Regions from separate parts of the Mus musculus genome. Here all the other regions are linked to region 1. A link is a contact called in public HiChIP or PLAC-seq and promoter capture Hi-C data. All regions are on one chromosome and are shown on one strand. The core of a region is the stretch at or near the end of the contact, and the rest is flanking DNA. Distances in the headings are between cores, read along the strand shown. Region 1 holds the start of Mettl6 (methyltransferase like 6). Region 2 holds the start of Slc18a3 (solute carrier family 18 (vesicular monoamine), member 3). Region 3 overlaps Galnt15 (polypeptide N-acetylgalactosaminyltransferase 15). Region 4 holds the start of Nek4 (NIMA (never in mitosis gene a)-related expressed kinase 4). Region 5 holds the start of Galnt15 (polypeptide N-acetylgalactosaminyltransferase 15).

What was found. Promoter capture Hi-C pulls out the DNA fragments that hold promoters and counts their contacts. HiChIP or PLAC-seq counts read pairs in DNA pulled down with a chosen protein or histone mark.
Region 2: a contact with region 1 is called in an H3K4me3 HiChIP or PLAC-seq map of embryonic stem cells, with 2.3 times the contacts expected there. The contact joins the promoter of Slc18a3 here to the promoter of Mettl6 in region 1. A contact is called at or near these places in 2 of 39 promoter capture datasets (hippocampal neurons and stem cell-derived epiblast-like cells) and 2 of 115 datasets of contacts at active chromatin or transcription factors (embryonic stem cells and stem cell-derived neural progenitor cells).
Region 3: a contact with region 1 is called in a promoter capture Hi-C map of 3T3-L1-derived adipocytes, with 5 times the contacts expected there. The contact joins the enhancer-like site here to the promoter of Mettl6 in region 1. A contact is called at or near these places in 8 of 39 promoter capture datasets (the 3T3-L1 cell line, 3T3-L1-derived adipocytes, the C10 cell line and 3 more), 1 of 484 Hi-C or Micro-C datasets (the Ba/F3 cell line), 7 of 115 datasets of contacts at active chromatin or transcription factors (the NIH/3T3 cell line, bone marrow-derived macrophages, embryonic forebrain and 4 more) and 3 of 9 other capture datasets (embryonic stem cells, liver and macrophages).
Region 4: a promoter capture Hi-C map of liver shows a contact between it and region 1, with 4 times the contacts expected there. The contact joins the promoter of Nek4 here to the promoter of Mettl6 in region 1. A contact is called at or near these places in 10 of 39 promoter capture datasets (cranial neural crest, embryonic stem cells, erythroid cells and 6 more), 3 of 115 datasets of contacts at active chromatin or transcription factors (astrocytes, large pre-B cells and trophoblast stem cells) and 2 of 9 other capture datasets (adipose tissue and liver).
Region 5: a contact with region 1 is called in an H3K4me3 HiChIP or PLAC-seq map of pro-B cells, with 4 times the contacts expected there. The contact joins the promoter of Galnt15 here to the promoter of Mettl6 in region 1. A contact is called at or near these places in 9 of 39 promoter capture datasets (the 3T3-L1 cell line, the SN4741 cell line, frontonasal cranial neural crest and 5 more), 2 of 484 Hi-C or Micro-C datasets (adipose-derived mesenchymal stem cells and embryonic fibroblasts), 7 of 115 datasets of contacts at active chromatin or transcription factors (astrocytes, bone marrow-derived macrophages, cardiomyocytes and 4 more) and 2 of 9 other capture datasets (adipose tissue and embryonic stem cells).

Annotation. Positions count from the first base shown.
Region 1 is chr14:31,493,693-31,496,329 of GRCm38.p6, forward strand. Mettl6 (methyltransferase like 6) reads right to left here and starts at 1,348. Exons shown (of 6, transcript NM_025907.4): 1 at 1,210-1,348; 2 at 1-272. The coding sequence starts at 129. It overlaps Eaf1 (ELL associated factor 1), which reads left to right and starts at 1,387. Exons shown (of 6, transcript NM_028932.4): 1 at 1,387-1,679. The coding sequence starts at 1,577.
Region 2 is chr14:32,463,535-32,466,171 of GRCm38.p6, forward strand. It overlaps Slc18a3 (solute carrier family 18 (vesicular monoamine), member 3), which reads right to left and starts at 1,316. Exons shown (of 1, transcript NM_021712.3): 1 at 1-1,316. The coding sequence starts at 890. Chat (choline acetyltransferase) reads right to left here and starts at 2,375. Exons shown (of 16, transcript NM_009891.2): 1 at 2,273-2,375.
Region 3 is chr14:32,049,029-32,051,665 of GRCm38.p6, forward strand. Galnt15 (polypeptide N-acetylgalactosaminyltransferase 15) reads left to right here. Exons shown (of 10, transcript NM_030166.3): 6 at 794-988. Among named protein-coding and RNA genes, the nearest start is that of Galnt15, 21 kb to the left of the region's middle. Within about 2 kb of position 1,338, at least 37 of the 459 cell types and tissues checked have an H3K27ac peak or open chromatin away from gene starts, as enhancers often do. A contact at or near this core is called in 3T3-L1-derived adipocytes, the NIH/3T3 cell line, bone marrow-derived macrophages and 1 more, where this site is marked.
Region 4 is chr14:30,950,087-30,952,723 of GRCm38.p6, forward strand. It overlaps Nek4 (NIMA (never in mitosis gene a)-related expressed kinase 4), which reads left to right and starts at 1,291. Exons shown (of 15, transcript NM_011849.3): 1 at 1,291-1,632. The coding sequence starts at 1,540. Gm41121 (a long non-coding RNA gene) reads right to left here and starts at 1,348. Exons shown (of 2, transcript XR_874490.3): 1 at 1,116-1,348; 2 at 346-1,001.
Region 5 is chr14:32,027,751-32,030,387 of GRCm38.p6, forward strand. It overlaps Galnt15 (polypeptide N-acetylgalactosaminyltransferase 15), which reads left to right and starts at 1,353. Exons shown (of 10, transcript NM_030166.3): 1 at 1,353-2,281. The coding sequence starts at 1,743.

The DNA of each region.
Region 1 (2,637 bases), core at 98-2,597:
CTTCTGAGCCTCTTTTTCCAGTTTTTGCTGTTTAAAAGCAGACACCAAAGCTTGGTCTCTTTTCAGTTTCTCCTCTTCTTCAGTGCTAAGAATCCTTGCTTGCAGTCCTTTCCTTTGGAAAGAAGCCATTGTAGTTGCCGGAAACACATTCAATGCTGCTATAGGTCCTCTGTTCTTCAACCATCTGAACAAACGATGCTGAGATTGTAGACACTGGAGTTTCTCTGATGCAGTTTCCCCAGGTGACTTTCCAGCTCCAACAGGATACGATGCTACTTAGGAAAGAGAAAGGGGGGGAGGGGGTTGACTGATTGATTCTGACTAGTGATTCTCTAACAACCTGCCTGCTTCTCTCCCCATCCTGTTCATCTGAGCCAGGGGCTGTCCCTGAAGCCCAGCCTGTCCCTTGAATGTACTTCCTCTTGCCTCATCCTCCCAACTCGGGTGACCAGGGCCTCATCAAGCTAGATCGTTCTTTATTATTTCTAGAGCTTGGATTCTAAACGAGTCCAAGACTCGGGGAGAGGTTCCCGGAGGGCTCTTTAAGGCTCCGGGGTCAATTCACTTAACACTCCCGAGATGCTGACTCTGCCCAACACCCTGCCGGGGTCTGGAGAGGTCATAAAGACCAAGACAGTCTCTACTGCATAGAGCTTACTACACTCAGAGACCAGAACTCTCACGGACCGGACTCCCAATTCAAATCAGATGAGCCAAGTACTACAAGAAATAGGTTTACTTAGGGCAAAGGGACGCATCCACGAGTTGACTGAGAAAATGTGAGAAAAAAAAATTCTCATCAACGTTCAGTGCCCGTGGGAAACGTGACTTCAAAACAACGGCAACAACCGCCCTAACCGAAAGCGGGTAGACGATTGCCTAACAGACACGGGATCGCGGGGGGGCTAAGGAGGTGACGGAGCTGATCCGGAGAGGCCGGGGTTTCTGATCGTACCCATAAACTGAAGGAAGCGTCGTCGGCCAGGAGAACTGAAATCCTCTCATCGCAACCATGGAGCGAAGTAGGGGGAAGGGTGACTGAGGTCCCGAGAACCGTCATCGCTCTCTGAACCCTCGGATAAAGCAGGCCGCTAGGGTCTCGGGCATGTCCAGGGACACTCATACCTACATTCAAACTCGCGTCCACTCAGTTCCCCACGCTCTGAGCTCCCAGGGTCCCCAGCAAAGAACAGGTCAGGGCGCACTCACCCGTCAGTCAAGCCCAGGCGTCGGCAGCAGAATCTTCTAGCTGACCTGGGCTCCTCCTTAGACCAGAAAACTGTGGGCTGCAGCAGTCCCGGAGAACTCTCTCTCCATGGCACTGCCCCCGCTATTTCCGTTGGGGAGACGGAAGTCCCTCCCCAATGCCGGAAGTGCAGCGGCCTTACTTCCGCAGAGTCTCTCGAGACGCGGAGTAGATTGGTTTCCGGCCCCGGGTGGGCGCGGACTTGGTTCAGTGCGCGCTCCGGAGCGGTGTCCCGGGAGCGCGGTCCTGCGGGCCGCTTGCGCGGGGATCCGGGGGGACTGCGGCCGCGCGAGGAGAGCTCCAATCCGGGTGCCGGGCAAGTGCAAGGCCATGAACGGCACGGCGAACCCGCTGCTGGACCGGGAGGAACACTGTCTGCGGCTAGGGGAAAGCTTCGAGAAGCGGCCGCGGGCCTCCTTCCACACGATTCGCTGTGAGTGAGCGCCCCTCCAGGTTCACTTGGGGCTCCCTGGCCGCCACGTGCAAGCCCAGACTCCCCTGGCTAATCCCGGCTCGAAAGCGTCGCTTTCCTTACCTCTCATCCCTTAGCCTCTGGAACTTCGATCTGCTCTTTTACTTTGAAATCTCTTCTCCCAAACCAAACCTCTGATTGCTGCCAACTATTCTTTTACTTTACAGTCTCAAATACCACTTCAGAAAGTCATAGCCCCTTTATTTCAAATTCCCCTTCCCAGCCCTTAAGCCAAACTTTTCTCCTTTAGTAGCGATGCCCATTTCTCCTCCCTTGTGTCCCCGTTCTCTTTGTCGAATTCTTCCATCAGGGCTCTTGCCCTGGAAAAGTCTTCCGTTTGCTACGAGTGTCGTTTACTTCATTCCTTCCCTTGCTCCTTTCCCCTTGCTCTTGGTCTCCTCCACAGCCAGGGAACCTGCATTCTTCGTGCCACCCATAAGGTTTCTTCTTCCTCTCTGCTTATGACACTGATTTTGTTGTTGTTGCTGTTCGAGACAGTCTTACTAGTGATGCTGGCCTAGAAATTACTATATAATTCAGGCCAGCGCTGAACATGCTGCAGTCCTCCTACCTCAGCTTCTGTGGTGCTGAAAATATGGACCTGATCCACCATACCTAGCTAGATTAATGTCACCTACTTCACCTTAACTTCTGGGCCAACTCACTTGTGGGTGAAGAATAAAATTAGAGTTTGTGCATCTGGCATAAATTAAAGCCTGATCTATGTTTGGAAAATGAAGAAGGCAGCATAAGGAATGTGGAAAGAGTCATTATGTTGGGCCCTTTCCTACGTGATTATAGACTCTGAAAGGGGTATTGCCACTGTGTGTCCTGAGTCAGGACATGGCTGACCAAACCAAGCACATCCCTGTGAATCACAGGCGTCGGGTTTCCGGTAGCGTTAGTGTGGGTTAAGACC
Region 2 (2,637 bases), core at 66-2,565, 970 kb after region 1:
GCTCCGGCTACAACAGCGATGTAAGGGTCTAGCATGAGGCGATGGATAGGTGTGCCCACGGGCAGGTTGGCCCGCGCCCGAGCCGCAGCTGAGAAAGGCTTAGCCACCGCCAGGAGTAGGAGTGCGTCGAAGAGCGACACGGCGGCGAGCACTAGAAAGGGTACACGCTTGCCCGCGAACTCGTAGAGGATGCCCCCAAACGGTGGCGCCACTAGGCTTCCAAAGCTGATGAAGGCTAGCGCCACGCCCAGAGCACGACTGCGCTCAGGCTCCTCGGGATACTTGTCGGCGATCATGGCAATGCCAGACGTGTCCGCGAAGGCTGAGCCCAGGCCTTGTAGACTGCGCGCAGCGAAGAGCGTGGCATAGTCTTCTGCAAAGGCAAACATGACTGTGGAGGCGAACATGACGCCCAGGCCAATAAGCAGCGGCACGTCGTAGCTCATGCGATCAATGAAAGGCCCGCTTAAGGGGTTCACCAGAAGCTGCAGGATGGCCTTGGAGGCAAATAGCACGCCTATCTTCACATCTTCACTTTCTGTGGGGTAGCGAGGCCGCAGGATTGACCGAGCCGACCCGGCAGCCGTCGGGGACGCCGAGGTGTTGGCCAAGTAGGCGCTGGCATTAGCCAGAGTGGGCGGCGGCAGGGTGGGTTCCCACACCTCAGAGATCAGGGTAGGGCTCTCGCTGCCCCCGCGCATGTGAGCGATATAGTCGGGAACAATGGGCACGATGACCATGTACAACATGTTGTCCAGTAACAGTGCAACGCACACGATGACCAGCACCAGGCGCCGCTGCCTCTGGGGCTCTTGTAGCGCGGCTCCCACTGCTTCCGACAGCTTGGTGGCCGCCGCCCGGGCCTGACCGGTTGGCGCGGTGGGTTCCATGCCCCTACCCGCTGCTCTTCCTAAGATGCCTCCACCGGAGTCGGGTGTCGGCGTCCCGCAGTGCAGAGGCTAGGGTACGGTACTTCGGGGGCGCGGTCCTAGCCGCGTAGCGCCCCCTGTGCTTCAGGTGGCTGTGGGGTTCATATCCCCGAGCTCAGGAGAAAAAAAAAAAAAAATCAAGGATTGTCCCGCGCGGCGCCGCTGCTCTTAGATGCTCCAGGGACCAGTTGCCGCTGTTTCGGATGCAACCGCGGAGGCCGGCAAGCCGAGGGGCTGAGGCGGGAGACTGGACGCGCGGTGCCCAGAGAGAGCAGGAGCAGCCCCTGCCGCGCAGAGAGGCCGTGTGCACCCGCCCAGGGGCATGCTGCCGCCGCCCGCCGTCTCTCCAGCCCTCCCCGCGCGTCCGCTCTTGCCTCTTCCTCCACCGCCGCCTCTCTTTTTTTTTTTTTTTCTCCCTCCACTTGGGGCTATGACGCGGTGAGTCTCGGCCCCCGAGTGGTGCCCGGGCCACTGGCGTCGCTCATGCTAATAGGACGTCGTCGGGGCGGGGGCCGGGGGCCGGGGGCGGGGCGCGTCCGGGCAGGGGTCCGCTTCCGAGATGTTTCCAGGTTGGGAGCAAGGGGAAGGGGATCTTGGCGAGCTGTAGTCCTAGACAAGCCCCTGGGGATGGGTGAGCAGTGGAAGGAACCGGCCCTATGTTTCCCCCAGTTCTGGGACCTATAGGGGTGAGGTTCCCCCAATTGGGAGGAGGGGTGCGGCAGCCGGTTCCCCGCAGCCTGGTGGGAGACGGGAGAGCCGGGGGCTCTAGACCTCCTCCTCAGCCTGGACTTCGGCGCACAGCGGGCACGGAGCCCCCGAGGTGAGCCGCGCTGCCTCCATCTGTTCTCGCAGCTGGAACACGCAGCCGGGACCCAGAGGCACAGCGCAAGCAACCCCCTTCCTCAATCCCGCCCCCAGCCCGTCTCATCCCCTCCTCCGGGAAGGGAGGGGGAAGGTACAGAGCCTTCAGGGTCTGGTTCCGACCCACCTGCCCTTAGGCAGAAAGTCTTAGCAGCTAATTCCAGTCTTTAAGGGTTTGAGTATTGAGAGGAGGAGTCGTTCTTTGCACCCAGGGTCCTGGAAGTCAAAACTAACACTTTTTGACCTCCCCCTACCTGGCCTCTCCTTTTCGGCTTTCCGGGCGCGGGTCTCTCCCCCCCCCCCCCCCAGCTCCGCCTATTTTCCCTTCCTTTCTACTCTCCCACTCCTCTTTCTAACTCCTCCCTGGCCCTCTTCTCTCCAGACCTTACCCTCCCTCTGCTCTTGAGAGCCTCCGCCCACTTTTCTGCATTTCCTCACCCCACCCCCACCCCGGCCGCCTCCAAGTCTTGAGTGGGGCTCACAAGTGGCGTGGAAGCTTCTGGGTCTCACGCAGCAGGGCCTCTGCAGCTTTGCTGTCAGTAGAGGCTTAGGAAGGCTCACCTTCCTTCCGGGAGGGCTGCACACGCTGAGCGTCCTGATTTGCAGGCGACAGGCTGAACAGATCAGCCTATGCGTTGGGCCCAGTGTGTCCTCAGAAGAGTTTTGACCCTAGATGGCACGTGAGGCCCGAGTTCCAGTCCACAGACTGGAAGGAGAGAGGATGCCAGTCAGCTGAGATTGGAGGTGGTGGTGACGTTGAGATTGGACTTTCCCTGTCTTGCGGAATCACAGGAGCCTTCAGATCCCAAGCTAGCCTCGGATTTAGCTTCTTCCACTGGGCTTCCCA
Region 3 (2,637 bases), core at 88-2,587, 560 kb after region 1:
AGCCACCACCTTCACTGTCTGTGCCACACTGATCACAGCATTGTGCTTGCTGTTCAGTCACACCAACTGTCGAAAGCCCAACCCAGCAAAGGTGTCCATTCTATAACATGGGCAGACCCATCTAATGTGGGCATGTGAATTACACCAGGCTTGCAGTCTGCATAATGACCAAGTCTGCTGCTTCTCTAACAAATGACAGATGTCTGCAGTGCCCTTGGAGTTCTCCGAGGTATCTTGGGACACAGGCTTTGAGAACCCTGTGCCTGGTGTGCTTTTTAGTTCTTGAACCAAGGCTTGGCCCAGCACTTCTCCACTGTAATTTCTGTCACCAACTATAGAATGAAGGCTTCTTGTCCAACGGGCAGTGGGGAGCTGGGAGAAGCTTCTGGAATGAGTGAAGAAGGGGGTACGCTTTTACCTCTTGTGTCTTCTCAGCAGGAGACAGCACTGGTTTTTTAGAAATTTCCTAGCCACTGCAGACATATCTTCCTGAGAAAGCATTCCCGGGTAGGTGGGGGTGCTGACCCCTGAACTGCTTTGCAGACTGACTCTGTAGGTGTTTCCCAGTGGTGTTCAGGAAGCTGCATAGCTGTCAGCCATTACCCCTCAGTTCCAGTCTAGGACAACTGCCCTCTGTTGTCCCTCCCGCCTTGCTGCCCAAACTCTCTGATCTGGAAAGTGCACTCTGAGCATTGAAATGGTCACTCTGGCTTATGACTAGTGGGTGTTCTGCCAGTGGCTCACAGACAGGGAGGTGGGAGGGAGAGCTACTCACTTTCTCCTTCTGTGACAGGCCTGGCTCTGCGGTGGCTCTGTTGAAATCCTTCCCTGCTCTCGAGTGGGACACATCTACCGAAGCCAAGATGCCAGCTCCAGGCCTGACCCCGAGGTCGCCTTGAAGAACAAGATCATCATTGCTGAGACCTGGCTATCATCCTTCAAGGAAACCTTCTACAGGCACATCCCAGAGGCCTTCACCCTGAGCAAGGTAAGAAGGGACTAGTAGCGGCCTTTGGCCAACATAAGGGTATCACAGTTGACCTCTGCCTGGAATTCCCAGACTGTTATAGGATGCTATGTCCTGGATGCCGCCTTTCACCACAGAGCCCGATAAGGGATGAGCCATGACTCTTAGGACTTTCATCCTGAGTGGTACTCAGGGATTAGGGAATATCCAAGACAAAGAACAGATCTGAGTATAAAAATAAGTATGAAACTCAAAAAAGCCACAGAAGGTTGAAGTTTTAATCACGTAATTAAGTGCCCCTCAGTGTGCCCTGTGAGTTGGTCAGTTCCTGTGGCGTGACTAACACAAGCTCTGCTGTGAGTCACAGGCTGCCACGACACTTGACACACTGCAAGTGGGGGCCCAAAGGACTGGCGTAGTAAGGAAACGGCTCTCACCAGTCTCTCACCAGCCCACTGCTAGATAGCACAGATGAAGGCAGGGTCCTCAGAGAGACACACCCATACCACCGCATTAGGGAAAGTCAGACAAGGTTGAGCCATGAAAGAGCCCCAGTACCCAGTACTCAGTACCTTTTCTTAAAGTCCTTAGGATTTTGTTCCCTTTTTATCCAAATGCACCCTTTTCCCTACAGCAGACAGCCTCCAGACAATTCTCAGAACTCCTTGAACTTGTATCTGTGGTCTCTCTAATGGGAGATGACATAAAATTTCAAAGCAGACCCCAAGGTTGAGGTAGCTTGAGTTCCCTCTGTGTCCCCTTGAGTGAGTCCAAGTAACACCCAGAGTAGACCAGCTCCTTTTTCACACAGGAGGGACCCCACTACTGTAGCTTCTGGCTTGGATTTGTAGAGGAGCATTGTAGGTAAAAGGGCAGTTCTCATCAGGACTCTACTTAATCCTAAATCTAGACACACCCCAGAAGTATGCTTCAGCTATGGCTGCCTGGGATCACTCAGACACCAGAGTAGGGGTTGGAGGCAGATCCTGAAGCGGCTGAGGGCTGAGCTAACGAGTTTAGATTTGCCGGGTGTGGTGGCGCACACCTTTAATCCCAGCACTCAGGAGGCAGAGGCAGGCAGATTTCTGAGTTCGAGGCCAGCCTGATCTACAAAGTGAGTTCCAGGACAGCCAGGGCTATACAGAGAAACCCTGTCTCAAAAAAAAAAAAAAAAAGATTTTAGAGCTTACCCATTTGACAGTGGGGAGCAGGTATCTTTCTGTGGAGTTCTAAAGAGACAACAGAGCAGCTGTGGCTTTTAATTTCTGGCTTCCTTTAGGCTAGAACATCTTTTTTTTTTCTTTCCTCTTATGTAATGGGTGTCAATTTAGTATTTTCTCTTTGCTTTCACATGACCCTTGTTTAATGTCAATGCAGATTTCATTTATAAAGGACCCATAAAAAAATTAAATATATTCAGGCTTCTGATGTACCTGAGCCAACCTTCCATTAGACAGAGTCATTTAGAACACAGCATGTTGGATGGAGTCAGCCCAACACAGCATGTAAAGTATTTACAGCCTACTGGGCCCCTCTGTGTCTTGCTGAAAACCAGAGGCCACCAACGTGGAGCCCTGGTGTGGCTATCAACACACACACACACACACACACACACACACACACACACACACACACACACTTCTTCCTAAAGTCTCAGTCCCAGGAAATTT
Region 4 (2,637 bases), core at 41-2,540, 540 kb before region 1:
TTAGTGATATTGCTAAAGATAAACAAAAGCAAACATTTGCTAGAGCAGAGGGGGCAGACTGCTGTGTAGTAACTATTGACAGTAGCAGGGAAAGTTGCGCTTCATTCAACTGTGCAGAGGTAACTGGGCCTTTTAAGACGAGAATGAGGGCTGGGCATGGGGGCACACACCTATAATTCTACACTCAAGGCGGAGCCAGGCCGATCTCTAAAACCCTGGATTACATGGTGACATGAGACCTCTTCTAAGACACGCGCTCGCACGCGTGCACACAAACACACACACACACACACACACACACGCACACTCACACACGCACCAACAAACAATGAAGGGAAAATAGGAAAATAGAGAAATGAGAAACGGAATTCCTTAGAAAAATGAAAAAAATTACAAAGGTTTGGGAGCATGTTACTATTACATGGCTGTAAACTCAACACACAAGAGTAGGATTGCAAGATGAGCTGTAGAGGAAGATCTTATCTCAACAACAGTAACATAATAATAATAATAAATAATAACAGTTGGTCATTGTAAAAGCAATTACAATTTACTAGTTGGCAATTATAGAAGATGGGATTATATCTTCCCACACAAAATGGGAAACAGACGCCAAAATTTTTTGATGATTTACATTTCAAAGGAAGGGCTTTCTGTCCTGGAGGAAAACATTTCTGGCTTGTAGAAGACATATGCATATATATCTCAACGGGACAGAGGGATAATGAGTAACTGTGCGCCTGTTTAAAAGTAAATTCTTCAGGCAAGGCAGGTAGCTCTTTTCGCAGCCTTGTGCATTCACAGACAGGCGTTAAAAGGGGGCCTTGGTGCTCCGTGGAAGCAGCATGTGAAGTTCTGGCAAGCCTTTCAGGATGGTGGGTTTGCAATCATTCTGTGAGAGATCTTTGCCAGTCTCAGTAAAGCAGGCTGAAACTTTGAGGGATGAAGTGTATTGACGTCTTCACCAAATGCACCAAAACGGCAGGCCGAATACTGACACGCTACAAAACAAATAGAGCAAACATCATTGGTGAAGCCTAGAGTTGGCCACTCTTTTAACTGAATGTGAGCCAAGCACATAGCCGGTTAATATTTGTAGAACGAATGAACCATACGCGTAACTCGCTTAGAACCAGAAAGGATTCAATGAGCAAATGTAGAACCAAAACGCAGGAAGTGCGGCTCGGGAGTCGCTCTGGCCTTCCAGGAGCGAAGCTCTATGGCAGGTCCTCCGGGGCTGCCGAACCGCTCTGGCCGCTTCCGCGACGGCTCGATGGTAGGTCCTCCCCCAAGCACGAGGAGCAGCTCTGGCCACCGCTAGGTCGACTCTATGGCGCGTCTTCCAACTCTGAGCATGCGCAGGACTACCCCGCCAGTATCGCTATGGTAGCGGCGTCCGGGTGGGCCGGGCCTCGAAGCTCCTGCCCGCGGTGGGCCGCGTTTATGGAGTACTTCACCTCCCGTCTGGCATGAGCGGGGCCTCCCGCAGCCTTACGCGCCGCTGCCACAGCTTCCCGACTGTAGGCCTCCTTCGGGAACATGCCCCAGGCCGCATACTGCTACATGCGGGTCGTGGGCAGGGGTAGTTACGGGGAGGTGACGCTCGTGAAGCATCGGCGAGACGGCAAGCAGGTCGGGGACTTGGGACCTGGCCGGGGCGATGAGGGAAGGGATACGTCTAGGGCATCCTCAAATGTACAGGCCCGGAGTGATGGGCAGGGACTCTTCTCAGATAAGAGGTCAGCTTCTCAACTTCCCCTATAATAGGAGCCCCGGATTTTGTCTATTCTTCGGTATTAGTTTTCTTTATCTGCAAACCTCCTGTCACCTGAAATTTTCTTGAGAACAGGGGCCATGTGTTCCCAAAGCCTAGTTCAGGGCCACCGTGCAAGCCCTGTCTCTTGTGTAGTTTGTACTCCTTAAAAACTCATCTCAGCATCTTCTCGCCAGCACTTTCTCATGGACCCTATTTCAGTGAGTAGCTTGACCAGCCATGCAGTTTCCTAAGCTGGTAACAATTACCTTTAATGTCCCCAACGCTGGTTCTATTCCTGTCACTAGGTCAAACCGGCATCTCCACCCTAGTACAGGCCACCAGTCTTTCTGGCTAAATGCCCACTCCCCAACTAGTTCCTGCTGCCTGCTTTTTTTTCCCCTCTAACCTGTCTCTTCTACTGCAGTCATCTTTCTTTCTTTCTTTCTTTCTTTCTTTCTTTTTGTTTGTTTGTTTGGAGACAGGGTTACTCTGTATAGTTCTGGCTGTCCTGGAACTCACTTTGTAGACCAGGCTGGCCTCGAACTCAGAAATCTGCCTGCCTCTGCCTCCCAAGTGCTGGGATTAAAGACATGCGCCACCACCGCCCGGTTTGCAGACATCTTTCTTAAACTCAAATCTGATGTTACTCCTTTATGTAAATTACTTTATGCCATCACCCAGAGTCTAATGAACCAGTTCTTCAGTATTCTTTGCTATCAGGGTGGCCATAGAATGTTGTGCACAAACAGGCACAATTATGAAACTGATGAGCGATGTTTCATAGTTCTTAGTTCTACCAAGCCAGTGGCAGCAACAAGCTGAGAGAGCCGCCACCCCTCAAGTATAGGACCCACTCCTTGTGTCATATGCTAGATTCTCTG
Region 5 (2,637 bases), core at 103-2,602, 530 kb after region 1:
GTAACCCCAATTAAAACTCATGACCCACCAAACGACTTTGGTGCAGTCATTACTTTGGTCTGCTGTGGGATTCTTTTCTGGGGACGTGTGTCCGTCACACAACCATGTTCCATCTCCGTTTTCCTTCACTCCCATTGCTCCATGCTCCCTCCCATTGCGCTGCCTCTGACTGCTCTTCACCTCCCGTCATGCCCGCTGCCCTGTGCCATCTCTCATTGTGCCCCATTTCCCATTATGCTCCATCTCCCAGCATGCCTTACTTCTCAGTAATCCACCGCCCACCATGCTCTGCCTCCTGTCATGTCTCCTTTTGCCTCTGCTCCAACCATGCCCTCCTTATCTCCCTTCCTTTGTGCTTCCTCACCTATAGTGGCTCCATCACAGTGCGATTGGCCTGCTATGCTCTGGCCCGCTGTTCCCTATACCAGACCCACTCCTTTCAGAGCCTCGCCTTTGTTACTCCTTCTGTGACTCTCCCCATTACACAGATGCTGGTTCTTCTAGGAAACACACAGTGCCACTTCAGATTGATTTTTAACCTCCAGCCCATATTCCCCAGCTCCCATCTCTGCCTCGTCCCCGCCCCCCGCCCCCTGCCCCTCCCCCTTGGCCCTTGACATAGTCTGACCTCCAGACACTAACAGACCATCTCTCCATCTCCCTCACTGTCATGTAAGCACCCGGAGGTCCCAGTTTGACTTCATTCTCTGTTATACTCCTGGCCCAGGGAACAGTTGGGGGCATATGGCCGGCAGCTGCTCATTATGTGTGTACAAGCTAAATGGAGTTTGAAGACTGAAAGAGCTTGAAGTATGCCTGTCCTCCATCAGCCTCCAGGTGCTTCTGAGGAAGCCAGGTAGCCAGACTTACAAGGGCTCCCTCTGCTCCTCACTTTTAGAAAGGAAAGGCTAGTGGGGCCCCAGGAAGGAGCCAGGCAGATTGCCTTGGGAGATTGAAGGTGCTGACAGGCAGCTGGCTCCTGGCATCTGCGTCACCTTGGCAGCCTGTCCAAACCAGAAGGGAATTCTCCTTCCTGCTCTTCTGGGTGGGGAGAGGATGCCTCCCTATGAATGGTGCTCAAGTCTGAACTCCTGGGAGGTTGCTGTTTTGGATCGGCTCTTGGGGTGACGCTGTGTGGCTGTGCAAAGCCTGGGAACACGGGGGCATTAGGACCAGGAGCGAGACGCACACTTGGCTCCCTGTCCTATCTGGCAGAGGGTTCCTGCAGAGCTGGAGGTATGTGTGAAAGGAAACCCCGACCGTGCCTGCCGGCTTTACATCTGTTGCTCTGACCTGACTCAAGGCATCCCAAGGAGGATGTCTGTCATCTTGGCTTGACTGAATCCCCCAGCAACTCGCCCCAGACAGCTTGTAGAACCTGACCACTCATGCAGAGGGGGAAAGAACATGGGCTAATCACCAGAGCAGGATGGACAAGAGCAGGGTGAGAGAGGAGCCAACAACCGGAGACCCTTCTCAGAAGACAGCTAACACTCAGAGAGGACCCAGGAGCCCAGGCTCTGGTGGCTTTCTGATTCTAGAGGGCAGTGGGTCTTATAAATGCTACGTTAGCATATAGACGTTAGCAAACGTCTGGTGGGATAAGAGGTGCAGGTGGATGGCAAAAAGCCTTTTAGCTGGAATGAACAGCCCAGGTTCAGTTTCGAGCTTGAAGGTACCTGGATAGCAAGGAGGAAGCAAACTTGATCAGGACCTGTTGCTTCGTGGCGAGTGGCTGCGACATGCTCCCGAGGAAGCGACCCAGGAGTGGACGTTCCAGGCTTCAGTTCCTCCTACTCTTCCTGACTCTGGGATGTGTCCTGATGATGGTGATCCTGCTGCATCCTCCCCCGCCCACCCTGCACCAGGCTGTCACAGCTCAGGCCAGCAAACACAGCCCTGACACGGGGTACCGCCTGGACTTTGGAGACTCTCAGGAGTGGGTCCTGGAGGCTGAGACTGAAGGTGATGAGTACAGTCTCTTGGATGGCCTGCCATCCTTCATCTCCCTGCAGGAGGATCAACTGCTGGTGGCCGTGGCCTCACCCAGAGCTAGGAGGAGTCAGAGCCAGGGCAGGAGACAGGGCAGCTACCAGTTCATCAAACACAGGAGCAGGAGATGGGATGAGGAAGCCCTGGAAAAGGACTGGAGGACCGAAGAGGATGGGGAGGAATCAGAAGAGGTGCTGACCCCACTTGGCCCGGACTCAGATGGCCTCAACAAGCCACTCAGTGCCCGCCTGCCCCTGAGGAGAGTCCTGCCCGAGGTGCGACACCCACTGTAAGTAAGGGCCCTGCCATCTCTTCTCCAGTCTAAGCGTGTGACTCAGTGGTAGTAAAGTCCCAGGTGCCAACTCTGCAGTCTGCCTCTCCCATCCTTAGGACAGTGCTCCCTTAGGACAGTGCTCCTTAAGATGTGGGCCCTGGGGCCAGATATCAGCCTGGCTGATGAAGTGCCTGAATTGGAGATCCTCAAATCCTGTCTCAGACCTGCTCAGTCAGAAGCCCCAGAGTCACTGATGAGCTACTAACAAGTCCCGAGGGAGGGACGATCTCATTCGTTCATTCTCTTCCCAGGCCTGCCTTTAGTCCCCCTAGGTCACACAGTGAGATGGGAGCAGAAGCTTCGAGGAACCT